Linked DNA regions of Mus musculus: all the other regions are linked to region 2. The links are chromatin contacts, called in public HiCAR-type and promoter capture Hi-C maps. All regions are on one chromosome and are shown on one strand. Each heading gives the region's core, a stretch centred on a gene start, on an enhancer-like site or on the middle of the called end of the contact. The rest is flanking DNA. Distances are from core to core; before and after follow the strand shown. Region 1 holds the start of Mrpl58 (mitochondrial ribosomal protein L58). Region 2 holds the start of Cyth1 (cytohesin 1). Region 3 holds the start of Actg1 (actin, gamma, cytoplasmic 1). Region 4 holds the start of Unk (unkempt family zinc finger). Region 5 holds the start of Fdxr (ferredoxin reductase).

Region 1 (2,700 bases), core at 170-2,669, 2.8 Mb before region 2:
ATCTTTAAGAGTTCAAGGCCAGCCTGGTTTACAGAGCGAGTTTCAGAACAGTCAAGGTTACACAGAAATACTGTCATGAGGAAAAAAAAAAAGAAGAAAAAGAAAAACCAAACCAAAGAACAACAAAAACGTGAACTACCATGAAATTCACTTGACCCACAGTCGTGGTATGTCTGTGATGTGACACACTCTGCATGTTTGGGATACAGCAGAGACCTTACATTCTAACTTGGAGACAGGCAATATGTTAGAACATAAGACTGGGCCTTGGAGTAGTGGTACAAATCTGAACACCTGTGAGGTGAAGGCAGGAGGGTCAGGAGTTCAAGACTAGTCTGAGCTAAATAGGTTGAAACCCTGTCTCAAAACACAAGCAAAAGACAGACCTGGTTGGGTAAGCTTTTAATACCAATGCTCTGGACTGAGAGGCAGGCAACCTGCTGTATATAGTGAGCTCCAGGCCAGCTAGGGCTACATAATTGAAACCTGCCTAAATAAATACCACAAAACCAACCCTTAAGCTCAAAATCGAACACACAAAGATTGGTTGACTGTCTATCCACTCATCTATCTAAAGCAAGTTAGGAATGTGGCTCACACTGAACAAGGGATAGGAAAGGGCAGGGAAAGTCCGAGCTTAGCAGGTAAGGTCGTCCTTGCTGTATCTAGTTAGGTTGCTCAAGGGTCCAGGGAAGGAGAACAGACTCAAAAAAGAGAAAAGGGTGTTTCTAGGATGCTAGATCCAGTGTTTGTTTATGTATTTATGCATTTATATATTTGTTTACATACACACACATTTAAAATGATTTTTCCAAGACAGAGTTTCTCTGTATAGAAGCCTCGGCTGTCCTGGACTCACTTTGTAGACCAGGCTAGCCTAGGTCCACCTATCTCTGCCTCCCAAGTGCAAGGATTAAGGCCTGGCCATGTATGTATGTATGTGTGTATGTATGTACTATTATTATTTTTTTTTTATGGTTTTTCAAGACAGGGTTTTTTTTCTGCATAGCCCTTGCTGTCCTGGAACGCACTCTGTAAACCAGGCTGGCCTCGAACTCAGAGATCCACCTGCCTCTGCCTCCCAAGTGCTGGGATTAAGTGCCACCACGCCTGGCCATGTATGTATTATTTTTATGACAGGGGCTATGTGACTAGGTTAGGCTCTCATCTGCCTTAGCCTTGAGAGCAGTGCTGGGACTGCAGGTGAGCACCGCTCAGTCAGACCCATACAGGAATCTTTTTAAGAAAAATCTCCCGTAGGTGGTCTCTATCTGCCGGTCAACCTCTACCAGATGTCAGCTGGGTGCGCACCACTTCCCACCATCACCGCCAAGGTGGACAGCCCGGAGCCCGAGAAACCCGGCGGAACTTAAGAGCCAGCTCAGCCAAGGCTGGCGGACCGCCGGAAGAGTGAGCACCGGAAGCGGTCCTGGGAGGTGAACATGGCGACCGCCTGGGGCCTACGCTGGGGCCTGAGCCGAACTGGAACGTTGTTGCTCGCGCCGCCCGCGCGCTGTGCTCGCCGGGCTCTGCACAGACAGGTAGACGGCACCACGTTCCAGAGCATCTACAGCCTGGACAAGCTGTACCCCGAGTCCAAGGGCGCGGATACCGCCTGGAAGGTCCCGGTGAGCCGAGAAAGGCGGGACGGAAAGGGCGGTTCCTCCCGCTGCTAGGTGACGCGAGGAAGCCGGGCGGCTTGCAAGGTTTTGGTTGCCCCAGGAGGAACTGATCGCCCTAGTAACCCGGCCGGAGGTGCGGGATGTGCTGGGACTGTAGAGTGTGATTGCAACCCTCGTGGCTCGGGTAGTGCAGACCCTGGGAGAGAGCCGCCACATACGCGTCTTTCTAGATCGTTAGTTTGTCCACGTTTGCTTCCCGGCCTTCAGGCTCACATTATATGGGAAGATGTGCATTATGGACCTTGAAAGTAGTAAAACCTGAGATCCGCAAGTTGGGACGTTACCCAGTCTTTTGACCCTAGTAACGTTAGGAAGCCTGAGACAAAGCTGGTTTGGTCCCTAAGGGTCCATGTTTAGCCTGCGTCATGTAGTGGTACTGCGTGGGGCCTGAGCAGGAAAGAGAGCATCTATTGAGCTGCACCTGTAGGATTGAAAGAGCATCAAGTATTTTCATTCATCCACTCGCACCTCATTCAGCAGACATCTTTTGAGAGCATGCTGTTAGCACAGTGCTAATTTGGGGCAGAGAGTAGTAAAACAGAAATCCTAAGGCTGTAAAGCTCGTATACTGGAGGGCGACAGACAAAAATAAATGAATAAACCCAAGTAACACTAAATATGATACTTCAGAGATAGTAAGACTCAGAAGGCAAAGGTGAAGCTAGAGATAATAACAGTTGTAGGTTTGTTGTTTGTTTGGACAAAGGATCTCATGTAGCCTAGGCTAGACTCGAACTTGCTACATAGCTGTGGGTGGCTATGAGCTCCTGATCCTTCCACGTTCATCTCCCACGCGTAAAGATTACTGGCATGTATCACTGTACTGATACATGTTGTGAGAAAAGCTCTTTAAAAGCCCTGGATGATCTCTAGTTTGCAGTGATCTTCCTGCCTCTCAAGTACTGAGATTACAGGCATATACCAACAAACCCAGCTAAGCATTGAAGTTTTAGGTAGAGTGATCTGGGAAAAGCCTGGAAGAATGGGCCACAGTGGCCTGAATCTGTAACCCAAGCAC
Region 2 (2,700 bases), core at 23-2,522:
CTGTGAGGCAACACACCGGAGTTTGGCTCCACTAAGCCGTATAAGCTTGTTAAGTTCCTGAGCCATACTTCCCTGCCAAACCAGTAAAAGGTCACCACTCGCCCTACCTGCCATTCCTTCTTCCATTCCTCCTGGAAACAATGCTAACAACCACGTAAAGCATTTCAAATAACCTTCTACAACTCCAGAGACTGCACACCCTCGGAGGGACCAGAGCCCTGGCTGTTCGCCAACAAGCAGCAAGGTTAGCCAGGAGAGTCTAAATCGCTTCTGCCCTGGTGGAGGATGTGGACTGGTGTCATTACCCGGCTACCTTCAGGCAACAGCTCAAACTTGATCCCCTTGCCCGGTGTGGTCAGGCCCTGACTGACAGACCAGGGGACCAGGAGCTAATTCACAATGCGACGGTAGCACGAACCTGACCGACGTCCCCGGCTCAGAGGCCCCGGTCAGGCCACTTGTGTTCATCTCAGAACAAAGAGCTGGATGGGGCACATAACTTCTAACACCCCTGAGAGCCGGAAACTACTAGGGAACACAGGCCGGCCGGGCGTGTTAGTCCCGCGGCCGCTCGCGGCGTCTGCCACCCCGGTGACAAGCAGCAGGCGACTCGTCTTAAAGACTACGACCCCGGTCACCTGGCCCTGACTCCCCTCGGCACCCCGGGGCTCCTCAGCATCCTCATGACCCTCAGCGCTCCGGTTAACCCCCGCCGCGGAGACCCTCTAACCCCGGCGACTCCCCTTCCGGGGCCCCTAGACTCGCAAACCTCAGCCCCAGCGACCCCCAGGCCCGAGTAACCTCGGTCCTGGAGCCCGAAAGCAATTCCCGGTTTTACACCCGTCTCCGTCGGCGCCCTCAGGTTCGGGCGACCCCTGCCGTGACCCTCCAGGCCTGGGTGACCCACAGCCCCGGCAACCCTCAGGCTCGAGTGACACTCAGTTCCCAGCGACCCTCAGGCCCGGGTGACTCTCAGTTCACGGCGACCCAAAGGTCCAGGCGACCCTCAGCCCCGGCGACCCTCAGGCCCTCGAGCGTCTGGGCAGTCACCCCCGGGCCCTCGCACTGCCGCCACCCGGCGCTCCGCGTCCCGTCCCAGGGACACCGGCGCAGGCGGAAGCTCACGAAGGGGCAGCGGACCGGCCCCACTCACCATAGCTGTCATCGTCCTCCATGGTGCTGGCGACCGGCTCCGGCCCGCGACCGCCACTGACCTCCCGCAGCCCGCGTCCTGCCAGACACCAGCTCGCCACAGGCCAGCTCCGAGCCGCGGAGCCCCGCCCCCCGCACCGCGCCCGCACTGCCCAGCACGCGCCTGCGCACGCGCCGCCCGAGGCACCGCCCCCGGCACAAGGTCCCGCCCACAGCCAAAACGCGCGTGCGTGAACGCCCTCTAGGCCCCGTCCCCTTGAGGACCTCTTTAGTTTGCGTTTACGCAAGCGCGGCACCTAGGCTCTGCCTATCTATGACTCCGCCCCCAAGTCACGCCCTCTCTCCTTAGGTACCGCCCCCTCTCCTCGGGGCAGGGCAGTTTCGGGTTTCAAGTTTCACAAGCGTGCGTAGGCCGCGGGCGTGGTTTACTAGCCAGGGCCAGCGTCCAGCCACTCGGCTGGTTAAACATACTCAAGGTCACGGGTATAACCCGAAGGGTAAGGTGGCCCTAGCTGTATCCGCCTCGGACACCAACACGTCGAGGAGGAAATTACCTAAACTCATCTGTGTTCGTTACTTATACTTCCTACCGGCGCCAAGTTGCACAGGAGGACATAACTTCCAAATTAGTAGCCTCAATTTACAGGCTCTGCTGCTTTCTTCGGGAGGACCGGTTGATCCCCCTTTGCAGTTGTGGCCAGGGGCTGCTTCTGTGGAGGTGAGAGCATTTATGCGGTAGGAGGTCTCTGCAGAATTAATCAGTGGAAGCACCAACCAATGATCTGAAAAGGCCCTTAGGGAACACCCTGTCCTGTGAACTCTAGCCAAGTGACCAGCAGGGAGTGCATTGCAGCTCAATGACAGAGCACTTGCCTAGCAATGTGAGAGACCCTAGATTGCATCCCAGAGACCAGGGGAAAGGAGAAAACTAATTCCCAGACTCAGAGGGTCTTATATGGGCTGGGGCATCTCTGGGTGGTAGGTCCCTGTCCAGGATGTCCTCCACCACAGCATGCACAAACCCTTCTTACCCCAGAAAGGCCTGGGGTAGTGGTGCTTGCCTGTGGCATACCTGTTGTTAGTCTAGCGTCCCAGGAAACTGAGGCAGGAGGACAATATAGTGAAACTCCACCTCAAAAACAAAACAAAACAAAACAAAACAAAAACCTACAAATACAGCAAAAGAGACACTGGGAAGTTTTGGGACGGGTCTTCCTGATTGAAACAAAGACTTGAAATCCCCCATGCAGCCCCAGAACCAGCCTTCTACCCCCACAGCTCCCTCTCTCTGCAAATCACTGCCTGTAGAGGGTTGTGGGAATCTCTGGGCTTCTGCAGGGCATGAAGGGGCCAGGCCAACCACATGGGGAGGAAGGAGAGTCAGGTCTTTCCTTGTGGGTCCTTCTCTTCGCTGGATGGGCTGCAGCAATCCTTTCTCCCCCATGGCCAACAGCCTTAGTCTGTAATTGCTCAAAATCTCTGTACAACTTAAATAAATTTAAATTCCCCAGTGTGCCACCTTATACCTGTGTCCTGTGGCAGACATGC
Region 3 (2,700 bases), core at 83-2,582, 2.1 Mb after region 2:
CCCGGCCAGCCAGGTCCAGACGCAAGATGGCGTGGGGAAGGGCGTAGCCCTCATAGATGGGCACTGTGTGTGTGACCCCGTCACCAGAGTCCATGACAATGCCAGTGGTGCGCCCAGATGCATACAAGGACAGCACCGCCTGAATGGCCACGTACATGGCTGGGGTATTGAAGGTTTCAAACATTATCTGTGGAAAGACAAAGAACACCTGAGTGAGTGAGTAGCAGGGGCCCTGAGCCTCCCACACCCACACTCTGCATGCTGCATGCCACAAATGTGATGTGTGAAGAAAAAAAGAACAGAACGCAAGCAGAAACGCAAACAGAAACCTGGAGGCTTCAGGGAGGAAATGCCAGGAGAAGAGGAACAGAACCCTAGAAACACCAAAGAAACGCTTGAATGTCAGGAAATGAGGCACAACACAAAATGACTCGTCACGCCCAAGGGGAGGCAAGGTCCCGGCTCAAGCATACCTGCGTCATCTTCTCTCTGTTAGCTTTGGGGTTCAGGGGGGCCTCGGTCAGAAGCACCGGGTGCTCCTCAGGAGCCACACGCAGCTCATTGTAGAAGGTGTGGTGCCAGATCTTCTCCATGTCGTCCCAGTTAGTGACAATGCCGTGTTCGATAGGGTACTTCAGGGTCAGGATACCCCTCTTGCTCTGGGCCTCGTCACCCACGTATGAGTCTTTCTGGCCCATGCCCACCATGACGCCCTGCGAGAGAAAAGGCCGCGGTCAGACTCGCCCCACCCACCGCGCGACCCGGGCCCAGAGAGAACACAAGGGAGGCCACTCCTCTCAACTAACCTGGTGTCGGGGGCGCCCTACGATGGAAGGGAACACGGCCCTGGGGGCGTCGTCGCCAGCAAAGCCGGCTTTGCACATGCCGGAGCCATTGTCAATGACGAGTGCGGCGATTTCTTCTTCCATTGCGATCTGCGCAGGAAGAAGCCCCGGAATTAGCGCAGCCCTCACCGAACTCAGAAAATGTCCTCGGCCAGGGCCGAGCCACCCCGGAGGAGTGCAGTCCCCACCCCGGGCGGCGTAACCGTCGGCTACCGGCAGCGCCCCGTTCCGCCGCGGCGAGGAGGGGCTGCGCATTGCGTCGGGCCCCGCCCTGCCCCCAGCCGCGGCTGCAGACCCAGGCCCACCCGTCAGGCGCCCTGCGCTCCGCTCCGCTCCGCAGCGGTGCGGCAGGCAGGGTGAGCGGGAAGAAAGGGCCACAGGAAGTCACTGGGCCAAGCCCGGGGAGCGGCAGCTTACCGGCGAAGGACGCGGCGGCGACGGAGGAGCGGCAAGAAGCGCAGTGTAAGCCGGCGGCGGAGTGTGAGACCGACCGCGGCCTCCCCCGCCGCTATTTAAGCGGGAGCGGGCCGCGCGCGCGGGCGGGGGCGCGCGCGGCCCCAGAACATGTCCATATATGGCGATCTTTCCAAAAGCCGGGCGCCTATTGGCCCGCCCGCCAGGGACACGTGGGGCCCGGGCCCGCCCGCCCCTGGCCCGCGCCGCCGCCAACGGCCCCGCCCGCGCCGCCCCCGCGCGCTCGCGACCCCGGGAGGCCCGGTTCTTGCTCGCGGGGGTCTCGGCGAGTGGCGTGCGTGCGATCGGCCCTGCCCTGCCCCGGGACTGCCGCGTAGCAGGGAGGGCCCGGGCTGCGCCCCGAAACTGCCAAGCCCGGGGCGGGCCGCGCCCCGATCTGGGGTGAGTCCCGTGGCCCCCGCCCCTATGTGAATCCTGTGCCCCGCACACCCCCCAGGACCTTTCTCTACAGGGTCCGTGTGTGCCTGGCTGGGGACGGGCTGGAGGGATTCCCGGGGGTCCGGGGAGCGGCCATCACATCCCAGTCACGTGGGAGAGGGTCACCAGTTCTTCCACTTCAGCCATGTCCCTTTATTGGAGGAGGGGTCGTCACGGGGTTGGGTGTCCCTGGGCATCAAAGAAGGTGGTGGTGGTGGTGTGAGTGGGCATTGTGTTATGCTGGCTTTGCGGGACACATTGTAGGGAAACTGAGGCAGGGGAAGTCTCCCGACTTTCAGGATGGTCCAGCCCCGCCCCCCGCGTGGGTCAGCTGGCGAGACTCCTCTCCACTGATTATGAAGTCCGGGTCAAACTGGTTTTGGGCACAGAATGCTTAGGCCTTAGTCCCCTCCGGACAGGCGTGGGGGGCGGGCCGGCCTCGCTGCCCTTCTCCCGGCTGTTTGGAAACTTGTCACCCTTAGCAGGGTCGTGGCGCTGCCGTCCTAGATGGTGCCTGAAGAGAAAGCTGGCACGGGAGTTAACCGGGTTTTATTTGTAAGCTTCTGGAATGGTTCATTGTGGAATGAAGCGGAGGGTAGCAGTGAGGTGAGGGACTCCAAGGTCACAGGGCACAGAGCTTGATTCGAGCAGGTACGGGGTGCCACTCCCACCCTATGCACAGGCGCTCTCAGGCAGCCCTGCAAGGTCAGCTCCCCATCTGAGACATGAACACAAGACCCAGGGGGACCAAGCAGCCTGCCCTGCTTACCTGCTGGCCATAAACCCGTGCCAACACTCAGTCACCTTTTGTGCAACATCAGGCCTAGAAAGAAGGGCGCTGGCCCTGTGGTTGTACAGAGGTGCCTGTCAAATGGGAGCACCACCCATGAGGGGGATGCAGGGCTGGACCTCCAGGACCCCACCATGAGCCTACAGGAGCTAACAGCTAACTAACACTTGTAGG
Region 4 (2,700 bases), core at 56-2,555, 2.2 Mb before region 2:
CATAGAAAACAAGGTCAAATGGGAAGTATTACATATCTATGATGGACATTTTTATTATTTTATTATTATTCGTGGAGTGGGTTCTCTCCTACCACCTGTACATCAGTCCCAGAGATCCCACTTGGGTTTGCAGCCTAGGGAAGCAAGCACCTTTACCCCTACTCATCTCCAACCTGTTGTTGTTTGGTTGTTCTTGTTCGGGTTTTTAGACAGACTGACAGCTCTGGCTGACCTAGAACTACCAACGGATGCCACCAGGCTTTGAATTCAGAGATCCACCTTCCGTTGCTTCCTGAGTGCTGGGACCGAGATACATGCCACCGTGTTGGTTTTTGAGATAGGGTTTTAGTACATAGCCTAGCTTGGCCTGGAACTTGTGACTTTCCTCCCTCAGGATGTACCCCTATATCCAGCCTGTAGAAAGTCATTTCATAAAACCATATTCCTAAATGTGAGGCAATTGCCTTGCATTTCCCCGGAACAGAAAGGTTTTTTTCCAGAAAAGGGAACTAGAATGGACTAGAACATTTTTTTTTCCTCAGCCCCTGGCCCTTCTCATGTAGTCTATCACTATACTTCTCAACAATTTACCAAAGTGCCTAAGAGACTACTCTAGATAGAGATTAGGTTCTCCCTTGGACCTTAACCTACTGGAAACAAGGTATTTGGGCCAACCACTGAGTTCAGAAGGAGCCCAAGTGGAGGGGTTCCAGGTTTCAGGGTTGATAAATGTTAATGATGCCCAGGAACAATATGGTGTATTGTAATTTTTAAAAACAAAACAAAGCAACAACAATAAAAAGCTTCTTCAAACTGTCTGCTAGCCTGCATACTTTCTCTGGTGATTTACAGGTTACTATATTATGAAAATATTGGCTGACTAGCTTGCTGGCTCCGAGGCAATGCTCTAGACTGACTTTAGAAACGGTGCGCCAACTGTACTGGTAGGGAGGCAAGGCAATTACTGCACTGCATTTGGAACATTCTCCGTGGAGTTGTTTCAGGCCTCCCTAACTGGTTCCTTGCTCTCCGGAGGATCCAGTTTAAAGGTAGAGTTCACCTCCGACCACACTGACAATGCTCAGGTAATAGTTAAGAGTGACTAGACTACAATTACCACAAGGCATTGCGGATCCTCAGCATCCGGGACACCGTCCGCAAAGATCTCTGGGTATTGTGGTCTTGCACTTTAGCAGCGACACTGTGCCAACGGTAAAATTTCACCGGAAAGGAGGACCACAACTCCCAGCAACCTTTGCTGCTGTGCGGGGGGTCTTCACGTTCTCGTGGCGCGGCGCAGGCGCTGTGGGTCTTCGGCGCGGACCGCGCAGACTGAATAATAAAAGGGGAGCGGCGAAGAGGCAGGAAGACAGGACCATGTCGAAGGGCCCCGGGCCCGGCGGCTCGGCAGCTTCCTCGGCGCCCCCGGCCGCTACCGCTCAGGTGCTGCAGGCACAGCCCGAGAAACCGCAGCACTACACGTACGTAGAGCCCCCCCCGCCGCGCGCGCACGCCTGACGTCAGCGGCCAGCGTGAGTCACGCGCGCAGGGAGAGCGCGAGGCTGTCCCCCCCCCCCTTCCTCCGGCTCGGCCCAGACCGGTTCCAACCTGCTGGGACCGGTCCCAGCTTACTTCAACTGTCACCAACCTCTGGTCGGGCAGTGGGGCGGGAAACTCGGTCCCAGCCTCCGAGTCGGAAAGGCAGGAGCGCGGGTCCCGAATCCACACTTCTCAGGCCAGGCCTCAGAGGCCTGACGGTCTCAGACATAAAACCCGACAAGTCCACGACATGACAAGTGGAAGTCTGTACCAACCAGCACGAGACCTGTCTAGAAATGACTGTTTGCTTGAAGTCTCGGGAGGAGACTCTGTGCACCGGAGGCCTTTTGTATCTTTAAGGCCTGTTAGATTGTCCACGAGGATCACCCATGCTTGAATTCCCTTAAACAGTCAAACGTGCAGAAATGGGCTCACTCCGTGCAGGCTGTACTGTCTAGCTTGAGTCAGCGACATCCGGGGTGTTAATGGTTGCAGACCCCTTCAGCATCGGGCAGGCAAGGGAGCCTCATCGTAACTGGCCTAAATGAGATTGCCACAATGTAAAAACTGCATGTGTACAAGCTTAGGTCCCTGCCTTCCTTGCTGTCATGTCACAGTAGGCCTAGGTTCTGTGAGACAAAGGCCAATGCTGTAGTTCCTCTTGTAAAGCCCTGTTGGTTTCCGTTCCCTGCTGTGTGCCAGGAGTGTCCCTACTGGGTGCCTGAGTGATGGGCCAGTTTAGGAGATCCCAACCTGTGGAAATGTCAGAACCCGAGAGATTGAACAACACTCCAGCGTCCAGCCAGGAGCTGGCAGCATCCGAACTAAAGTCAGGCAGAAGCAGCTCTGGTTCAACACTTTTGGGAGTTGGGACAGGGGAACATTGGTTATAGAAAATGTATTGGTTTCTTCAAATGACTAGTGTTGGCTGACGTCATCCAAACTTGACTGTAACTCAGGTTAGCCTTTCAAGTATGGTGGTCATCAGTTGGTCCTTTCTTACTGGAGTTCTCTCTCACTCTGCAACCTTGCCATTGCTTTTGATAAGAAGGTCTAACATCAGAATAACATCACTTATCTGGTCACACACAAAAATTTGTAAACTTAGTGGAACTGTGAAAAACATCTACATTTGTTTATTTGTATGTGAGTCTGTGGGAA
Region 5 (2,700 bases), core at 146-2,645, 3.0 Mb before region 2:
CCTTCTCTGCAGTACCCCGCCCCCTTCCTCTTTTGCTTTAAGGTCTGAGACAGAGTTTCCAGTACATCTGGCAACCTTGAGGCCCTGTCTGGCAAGACTAATACTGAAAGCTTTGAGACCTTGGCCTTTGTGGAAGAGAATGGTCGTGGGGAGGGCGCAAAGCTGCAGACAAGATTGCCTTGAAATATAAAATGCTGGAGATAAAGAAGCGTAAAGATAAGGGGAGGCGAAAGCCATCCCATTAGACTGAAAAAGACTTCCCTACAAAGCAGAAGACAGCTGCCCATCTGTCCCCAACCACCATCCATGGAACAAATGCATGTCTCTCACAGCTGAGGACCTAGGGCGCCTCAGCTATACCTGTGGAATCAGTTAGAAAGAACACAGCTTACATTAGTCAAAAGCCCCTTCCTTGTCAGACAAACCAAAGGGCTGGAGCCTACCCCCAGAATTGGGACAAGAAATGAATGGTAAGAAGGGAGCCTGGAAGGAGTGCCTCGCTTACCTTTAACAAGTGTTGGGCTGTGTAGAAGCCAGCTGGGCCACTGCCGACCACACAGATCTGAGGGGTCTTCTCCTGTGTGGAGAACTTCTGGCAGAAGCCTGGGGCTAGGTAGAGCAGGGGACAGCAGGGTCAAACCAACACCCTCCTACCACCCCAAACCAATTCTGTCCAGTTGCACCTTGCCTTCACCCTCACCTGCATCTTCCTTTTTCCGTTCCTCAAAGCTTCACCATTTCATCTGAATGCCAGAGCTGTCTTTATCCAGAACCCCATGTCTCACCCATGAACAATAACAAATAATCTGCCCCAGACCCCCTTATCCCCCAAGCTGTCCTGCACAGCACTATCTTTCTTGAGAGGTTCCTTATGTGATCTCATGTCTTCATATGCCCATCACGTTTCTATTTTGCTTTTTTCTAGCCCTTCTTTCCCCCACAGAACTCTATTGCTCATCTCCTCACCTCGAATTTGCCTGTCACCTCCGTTCACCTCGTATCACACATAAAGACCTCATGGTCTATCCTTTTAGCCTTTACTGAGCTGTCTTACCCAGGACGCCTTACATCTCTTTGCACAGATCCTCCCCTCTCCATCACTCCCATTTCTCCCGCAAGAGCAGACACGTTCAGCTTTGCCCCTCTCCAGCCCCGCCTCAGCTCTGCTCGGACCCCCGCTCTTGATCACAGGCCTCCCCTCGCCCTGGTGCAGCCCCCAAGAGCCCTGCTCCTACTCGGAGTGCTCCTGGAGGGAGACGGCCGAAGCCCAGACCACGCGGACCAGCGCCACCAGTGCCAGCAGCGAGGAGCCATGGCTGAGAAGTGCAACCAGCAAGCGGAAGAGCTAGCAATGACTCTAGTGCTGAGCGCAGGTCCAGCAGCCCGCCGAGGACGCTCCTCTGGACCCGCCCATCACTGGAGCCCCGCCCCAAGCCTCGCCTCCCGCTTGCTTAGAAACATCAACTTGGAGACTTCACCAAGATTTCCGAAATAACCACGCCCCCAAAGAGAACCATGCCCCCATCTCGCCAAGGCCCCGCCCCCAGAACGTCCAATCCTCAAAAGCTTATCAAATTTCTCCGGTCTTCCTAGTACCTCCAGATGCCGGAAGTCTAGATTTGAAGAAACGCGAATCCCCTATGCTGTTTCAGTTGCTCTTGAAGAAGGGAGCCAATTGGAAAGGAGCTTACTTTATGTAAAGCTTGCCGCTCGCTGATGACGCAATGCCCCGTTGTCGTTGTTTGAGTGATTTTTGTATCAGCCAATCAGAAGGCCAGAGCCCGGAAGTCTCGTGTATCCGCTATTCTTGACTCCTCGATTTTTAAGTCTGGATGTTGAACTGATGTAGCCTCAAACAGCTACTTGTGCGTGTCAGAGAAGGACAAGTGTTAAACTCTCAAGAGCTTATTTCTAGTCACCCTCTTCCCACGATGGGGGAGGAAACACGCGAAGAAGTTCCCCCTCTGGCACTGAGACCAGAGCCCGACCTTCGACCCTGGTCCGACAGTACAGGGATCAGGGTGAGACCGTACCTTAGGGGGCACCCAAAAGCTCAGTAGTCAAGGTAAATCATTCATATTCCATGTTTTAAAAGAAAATTGATGCAAAGCCTAAAATCAATATCTTTTAAAAGTTTTTTCTAACATTTATATATTTTATTACATTATTTATGGGGGCCGGTGTACACTTGCCACAGCGTTCGCGTGGTGTGTGGTAGTCAGAGGACAGCTTATAGGAGTTGGTTCCCTCCTCTACGTGAATTCCTGGGTTTCAGACTCATTTAAGGCTGAGGGCAAGCAACTTTACCCTCCAGCCGACCCACACATGTTTTCTACACAAGAACAGGACCTGAAGAAGGGTGAATGCTTAATGTGCACATGATCCTGGTTTCGATTACACCACAAAAAATATAATTAAAATAAGGGCAGGACCCATTGTCACCTCTAACCAGACAAGCCCAGTGCTTCTCTGAGAGTCCTTCTCCTTCTTGGAAGACTAACCTGTCATCCTCACAACATCTGATTCTTGTTTATTCTTGTTGAAGATTGAACCCAGGGACTTACAAAATTGCTCTACGTTTTAACTGCCCCCTGCCTCGCCCCGCCCCGCCCCGCCCCTAGCTGAATCTTCTATTCCATAATTCAGGTACAAAGCTAGCCTGGGCTGTATACAGAGTGGCACCTGATCTCACAAAACAGT

What was found. Promoter capture Hi-C pulls out the DNA fragments that hold promoters and counts their contacts. HiCAR-type assays count read pairs that join an accessible place to other places. Capture Hi-C pulls out chosen DNA fragments and counts their contacts.
Region 1: a promoter capture Hi-C map of liver shows a contact between it and region 2, with 2.2 times the contacts expected there. The contact joins the promoter of Mrpl58 here to the promoter of Cyth1 in region 2. A contact is called at or near these places in 1 of 39 promoter capture datasets (liver), 1 of 115 datasets of contacts at active chromatin or transcription factors (thymic regulatory T cells) and 1 of 9 other capture datasets (liver).
Region 3: a contact with region 2 is called in a promoter capture Hi-C map of liver, with 2.9 times the contacts expected there. The contact joins the promoter of Actg1 here to the promoter of Cyth1 in region 2. A contact is called at or near these places in 1 of 39 promoter capture datasets (pre-B cells), 1 of 115 datasets of contacts at active chromatin or transcription factors (astrocytes) and 1 of 9 other capture datasets (liver).
Region 4: a contact with region 2 is called in a HiCAR-type map of astrocytes, with 2.9 times the contacts expected there. The contact joins the promoter of Unk here to the promoter of Cyth1 in region 2. A contact is called at or near these places in 1 of 39 promoter capture datasets (pre-B cells), 1 of 115 datasets of contacts at active chromatin or transcription factors (astrocytes) and 1 of 9 other capture datasets (liver).
Region 5: a contact with region 2 is called in a promoter capture Hi-C map of pre-B cells, with 2.7 times the contacts expected there. The contact joins the promoter of Fdxr here to the promoter of Cyth1 in region 2. A contact is called at or near these places in 2 of 39 promoter capture datasets (liver and pre-B cells) and 1 of 115 datasets of contacts at active chromatin or transcription factors (astrocytes).

What each region holds. Positions count from the first base shown.
Region 1 is chr11:115,402,333-115,405,032 of GRCm38.p6, forward strand. Mrpl58 (mitochondrial ribosomal protein L58) reads left to right here and starts at 1,420. Exons shown (of 6, transcript NM_001347645.1): 1 at 1,420-1,628. The coding sequence starts at 1,443.
Region 2 is chr11:118,247,286-118,249,985 of GRCm38.p6, forward strand. Cyth1 (cytohesin 1) reads right to left here and starts at 1,273. Exons shown (of 14, transcript NM_011180.4): 1 at 1,154-1,273. The coding sequence starts at 1,175.
Region 3 is chr11:120,347,163-120,349,862 of GRCm38.p6, forward strand. It overlaps Actg1 (actin, gamma, cytoplasmic 1), which reads right to left and starts at 1,333. Exons shown (of 6, transcript NM_009609.3): 1 at 1,263-1,333; 2 at 807-935; 3 at 474-713; 4 at 1-187. The coding sequence starts at 929. Mir6935 (microRNA 6935) reads right to left here and starts at 251; the gene lies at 188-251. It overlaps 0610009L18Rik (RIKEN cDNA 0610009L18 gene), which reads left to right and starts at 1,516. Exons shown (of 2, transcript NR_038126.1): 1 at 1,516-1,700.
Region 4 is chr11:116,029,011-116,031,710 of GRCm38.p6, forward strand. It overlaps Unk (unkempt family zinc finger), which reads left to right and starts at 1,306. Exons shown (of 16, transcript NM_172569.4): 1 at 1,306-1,481. The coding sequence starts at 1,378.
Region 5 is chr11:115,275,574-115,278,273 of GRCm38.p6, forward strand. Fdxr (ferredoxin reductase) reads right to left here and starts at 1,396. Exons shown (of 12, transcript NM_007997.1): 1 at 1,236-1,396; 2 at 506-609. The coding sequence starts at 1,314.